2 separate regions of the Sus scrofa genome follow, and region 2 is linked to region 1. A link is a contact called in public HiChIP or PLAC-seq data. All regions are on one chromosome and are shown on one strand. Each heading gives the region's core, a stretch centred on a gene start, on an enhancer-like site or on the middle of the called end of the contact. The rest is flanking DNA. Distances are from core to core; before and after follow the strand shown. Region 1 has its middle 34 kb from the start of TRIM25. Region 2 has its middle 12 kb from the start of TRIM25.

The links. HiChIP or PLAC-seq counts read pairs in DNA pulled down with a chosen protein or histone mark.
Region 2: a contact with region 1 is called in an H3K27ac HiChIP or PLAC-seq map of alveolar macrophages. The contact joins two enhancer-like sites. A contact is called at or near these places in 1 of 5 promoter capture datasets (liver), 4 of 47 Hi-C or Micro-C datasets (epiblast stem cells, liver and skeletal muscle) and 2 of 2 datasets of contacts at active chromatin or transcription factors (alveolar macrophages and skeletal muscle).

The regions. Positions count from the first base shown.
Region 1 is chr12:33,176,656-33,179,591 of Sscrofa11.1, forward strand. No RefSeq gene overlaps it. Among named protein-coding and RNA genes, the nearest start is that of TRIM25, 34 kb to the right of the region's middle. Within about 2 kb of position 1,401, at least 13 of the 83 cell types and tissues checked have an H3K27ac peak or open chromatin away from gene starts, as enhancers often do. A contact at or near this core is called in alveolar macrophages, where this site is marked.
Region 2 is chr12:33,222,906-33,225,605 of Sscrofa11.1, forward strand. No RefSeq gene overlaps it. Among named protein-coding and RNA genes, the nearest start is that of TRIM25, 12 kb to the left of the region's middle. Within about 2 kb of position 1,431, at least 11 of the 83 cell types and tissues checked have an H3K27ac peak or open chromatin away from gene starts, as enhancers often do. A contact at or near this core is called in alveolar macrophages, where this site is marked.

The DNA of each region.
Region 1 (2,936 bases), core at 151-2,650:
AGCAGGTTAAGGGCCTAGAGTTGTCACTGTAGCAACTCAGGCTGTGCTGCTCAGGCCAAGGGGTCAGTCCCTGTCCTGGGAACTTCCGTATGCCATGGGCGTGGCAGACAAACAGATAAATAAATACCATGCTTATTTCCTTTGGAAAAGGAGGGGGCCCAGCTGTAGTGAGTTTCTGTTCCTTAGAAACAAACTCTGACTAACATGTTGCAGGAGGTTTGCTTTAATTCAGTGAGAGGAGCAGTGACCTTTAGTATCTGATACCAAAACTTGTAACCATGACTCAGGTAATGGCAACAGACTCTGAACAAACGAAACAGGAGGGAGAGATAAGACGAGTAAGGATCTATTATTTCAAGAGCGGTAAGAAAGTATGCAAATGGGGGGAGTTCCCATCTTGGCACAGCGAAAATTAATCTAATTAGTATCCATGAGGATGGCGGTTCGATCCCTGGCCTCACTCAGTAGGTTAAGCATCCAGTGTTGCTGCAAGCTGAAGTGTAGGTCCCAGGTGTTGGATCCTGCGTTGCTATGGCTGTGGTGTAGACTGCAGCTCTGACTGGACCCCTAGCCTGGGAACTTTCATATGCCTTGGGTGCAGCCCGAAAAAGCAGGAAAAAAGAGAAAGAAATACAGTGGCATAATCGGTTTGGCAGCACGGGGGAAAGGGACCACGTAATGGAAAGGGAAAGATTAAACACCCACGAGAGAGGAGTTCCCTGGTGGCCTAGCAGTTATGGATCACTGCTGTGGCTAGGATTTGATCCCTGGTCCAGGAACAACTTATGCTGTGGGCAGGGCCAAAAAAATAAATAATCTTAAAAATAATGGAGTTCCCATCGTGGTGCAGTGGTTGATGAATCCAACTAGGAACCATGAGGTTGCGGGTTCGATCCCTGCCCTTGCTCAGTGGGTTAAGGATCCAGTGTTGCCGTGAGCTGTGGTGTAGGTCGCAGACATGGCTCGGATCCCTCGTTGCTGTGGCTCTGGCGTAGACCGGCGGCTACAGTTCTGATTCGACCCCTAGCCTGCTCCATATGCGTGGGAGCAGCCCAAGAAATGGCAAAAAGACAAAATAAATAAATAAATAATACACAATAGAAAAGACAGCTGTGAGACAGAATTTCAGCCTCTACTTTTCGGCTTCTGTTAGTCTCCATCTTGCCATAATATTGGGAATTATCACTTTTCTAGGACTCTTTCCTTTCCCCAGTGGTAAAGACTGCCATCTCCTACAAGTTTCAAGAGTGCTGAATGGCACTGTTGTGCTTAGTTTCTGGTAATTGGCTACCTTCCAGAAAAGTGACAAATGAAAGGTCAATGTGTGCCATTGTTAGAATGGCTAAAAAAAAAAAATCTGACTTGAAGCATATTAAACGCTAGACGTAGAGAGTTGTGACTCATTATGAGTCACAAAACTATGCAAAACAGAAACCACTCCACCTAACAGGTAGGGCTTCTGTTAGCAGAGTGAAGAGCTGCTCATAGAATAGTACACAATTGTGTAGCAACCTCACAACAGGGAAACAAATGCAGAAGCTTTTTTGTTTACATTTCATAGAATTTCTTTTCTTTTTTTTTTTTTTTTTTTTTTTTTTTTTTTTTTTTTTTTGTCTTTTCAGGGCTGCACTTTTAGCCTAGGAGTTTCCCAGGCTAGGGGTCCAATCAGTGCTGTAGCCACTGACCAACACCACAGTCACAGCAACACCAGATCCTTAACCCACTGAGGGAGGCCAGGGATCAAACCTTCGTCCTCGTGGATACTAGTCAGATTCGTTTCTGCTGAGACACAACAGGAACTCCTTCACAGAAATTTGTGTGTGTGTGTGTGTGTGTGTGTGTGTGTGTGTGTGTCTTTTTGCCTTTTCTAGGGCTGCTCCCGTGGCATATGGAGGTTCCCAGGCTAGGGGTCTAATCAGAGCTGTAGCCATAGGCCTACACCACAGCTATAGCAACACAGGATCGAGCCATGTCTGCGACCTACACCTCAGCTCACGGCAATGCCAGATCCTTAACCCACTGAGCGAGGCCAGGGATCGAACCCGCCACCTTATGGTTCCTAGTTGGATTCGTTTCCACTGAGCCACGACGGGAACTCATAGATTTCTATGGTTAAAAAATAACTTTCCAAAAAGGGACTACAGCGCAGACTGCATTCAGCCTTTTCTTTAAGTGTTGTATAAAAGGTGTCATTTTTACAGATAAGCTATGAGTTCTTTATATAGTGGGAATACGTTTTTGAGCTTTTTTAAAAAAGAAGTATTTACTGTTAAAGAAGCATTGATTTTGTGTGGCATTTTAGAAATTCAGCTTTTCTGCTCTAAAAAGGTGACACTTTTCTTTGTATTTCTTCAAAAGTTATTGCATCCCAGTGGCATCAGAGGGCGATTAATATCCAATATTATTAATATCCAATTGGATTAATATTAATATCCAATTGGATTAATATCCAATATTATTAATGGATATTGGTATCAAAGGTCAAATGCTGTTTGTATGTGTCTGTGAATCTTTTACACAGAGAAAGATGAATAGAAAGCTGCAAACTGAGTAGTTTTGGGTTTTTGTTTGTTTGTTTGTTTGTTTGCTATACCCACATTATGTGGAAGTTCCCAGGCCAGGGACTGAAACCAAGCCGCAGTTTTGACCTACACCACACCTGCAGCAACACCAGGTCCTTAACCCACTGTGCCACAAGGGGACGTCCTGAGTCCTTTTTGTCACATGAACATTCCCCTATCCTCAAGAGCAAAACAACAGTAATTTCACAGAATAGCAGTAGATTAATGTAGGTACTGGCCAAGCTGAAACCAGAAAGAAAAGACTTGGAGAATTATGGCCATTTTTTCCCCAAAGATGACCACCACATTTATCTCCCATTTCATATGCTTAATTATACTAAATGTAAACAAATGGTCTAAACACATCAATTAAAA
Region 2 (2,700 bases), core at 181-2,680, 46 kb after region 1:
AAGCCAGGCTGTTGGAGTTCATCCATCTTTAGAACATTAGCCCATTCTCTTTCTATTTTTTTCATTTTGGCTGCACTAGGGCACATGCCAGTTCCCTGGGCCAGGGATTGAACCTATACAGAAGTGACAACGCTGGATCCCTAACTGTTAAGCCACAGGAAACTCCTAGCCCATTCTTTCAATTGAACCCACAGTCTAAGGGTGGACTTTTGTGTTCGTTTCCTCCCACTCAGTTTCTAACCAGCTGATGGGGAGGTGGGAGCCACGCCCCATCAGCCCAGGGAGCAGATGGAGTCTCAGCTGGTACCTGGGGCACCTGGGTGTCTGCAGAGGCAGCATGATGGAGGCAGCTACTGACCCTGGTTGCATTTCTTTGATGCTCCCACCCTCTCCACCCCCACAGAAGGGCTACACTTTTGGACAATTGCAGATTCCTTATTCTCTCCCCCCCCCCACTCCCTGGGCCTTGGGAAGAGGAAGCAGCAGGTCAAGATGTGCTGTACATTTCTTACTTCATGTTGGAAATCCATCAGGGTCTATGTTACTAGCTACTTCTGCATCCTCTTCTTATCCCGCTTCCCCTTAGACACAACTTCTCTATTTCCTGTTGCCCAAGAGTTCTATTTGCTGATGTTTTCCTAAGAAACAGTTCTAGGGATACCATATCTCTTTCAAACATACTACAAAACTACACAGGTATGGCATGCTTGTGGCAAGAAGTTACAGAGAGGAAGGATGTAAAAAAATCGAAACGCCTCCTCTTCCTCAGTTCCTACGTATAGAGATGACTATACTTAGTTTCACAAATGTCCTTCCAGAATGTTCTTTACATATTCTGCATCAGGAGCCTCTTTTTTTTTTTTTTTTTTTGTCTTTTTTTTAAAATTTTTTTTATTTTTTTAAATTTGTTCCGCTGTACAGCCTGGGGACAAGTTACACATACATATATACATACTTTTTCAGGAGCCTCTTTTTTTAATGCAAGTGGGAAATACACTCTATAAATATATATTGTGCCACAATTTGCATTTTCACTTGGAATCTTCTACTGCTGGAGAGATGGTGACACTTGGTGGTTGAGAGGACAGACTCTGGAACAATCTGGAGGTGGACCCCAGTTCCTTCCTTCACTAAGCTGTGTGATCACGGGCCAGGAACTTCCCCTCTGTACCTCAGTTTCCTCTTCTGTAAAATGGAAATAATAACAACACCTATCTCATCAGGTTCTTGTGTCAGTAAATTCACACAAGTAAAGTGTTCAGAAAAATAGCTGGCACAGAGCGATTGCCATCATTCCCAGCCTCTCAAACTGCTTTGTCATGATCTTCGCCTCTGCAGCTGTGGGTTTCAGTCAGGAGCCAGAATGGCATTGGTGGCCCCTCCTAGGCTCTGAGGTCACCGGGCCAGCATGATGGTGGAGCTGCTCAGAGCTGCTCAGGCCAAGCTGGGCCCATTTCCTGTTCCTCAGCTAACTGCTGTGTCAGGAACTGCTGTCCAAATAGGTGGGGCACTCAAATGGCACATGGCATCTGTGTTCCAGGATATGGATCCTCCCCCCCGCCCCGGCTCTGGGGCAGCCAGAACCCACGGGTGGTCGCCTCTGGCCCTAACAGCATCATTTGCTTCTCCCAGGGTGCCCTACCAGTGGCATCTTCGATGTGAGTCCTAGTGTGTAAAAAGGTCACGAAGCACTGCTCGCAGTACATACTGTGGCGTAACACACAGGCTTGCATTACCGCAAGATCAACAAAACCACTGGCCTGGCCCAAGTGTCCTGCAGAGCCAACTGCCAATCCCATTCTATCCCAAGTGCCTTTTTCTAGGGCTTCATTATTCTTATGTCCCTCTAATCTGTCACCAGTTCCTCTCTGGATGACTTTTCTGTGAGCTGAAAACAGAACCAAAAACCAAAAAACCACTTGAGTTGCTTTTTTTTTTTTTTTTTTGGCCATACCTCTGCAGCCTCTGGAAGTTCCTAGGCCAGGGACTGAACCCAAGCCACAGCAGCAACCCAAGGCACTGCAGTGACAACACCAGATCCTGAACCAGCTGTCCCACGAGGGAAGTCCAGAGTGGCTTTTCTTTGCCTTTTTAGGGCCACACCAACTGCATATAAAATTTCCCAGGCCAGGGTTCAGATCGGAGCTGCAGCTGCTGGACTACACAACAGCCAAAGCAATGCCAGATCTGAGCCATGTCTGCGACCTACACCCACAGCTCAGGGCAACGCCAGATCCCCAACCCACGGAGCAAGGGCAGGGATTGAACCTGAATCCTCATGGATACCAGTCAGGTTTGGTACCACTAAGCCATGACAGGAGCTCCCCAGAATTTCTTTCTTAATATAACCTCTTTGAAAGTGGAGCTCATGTGTTCTAAGAGGCTAGAGCCCTGGGAAAAAAGCTGTATCACTCAAATGTTAGGATAAGATATAACAGTTTGGAGATAATGGGTGGATGTAGTCATTGGCAAAAATCCCCAAGCCTCCTATTCTAACAAGCATCACAAATGAGCATTAGGTGATTGACTTCCTCCTACTTAAAGATGTAATTAAAGAGAATCTCAACCTGACAATTACAGTATGAAATACGGCACAAGTTTTTCCGAACAGGTAAAAACAACTTAAAAAGAAGGGGATTCAAATTCCACCAAAAATTTGGAGTAGGACCTTGAGCAAATCACATAATAGAAACATAAATC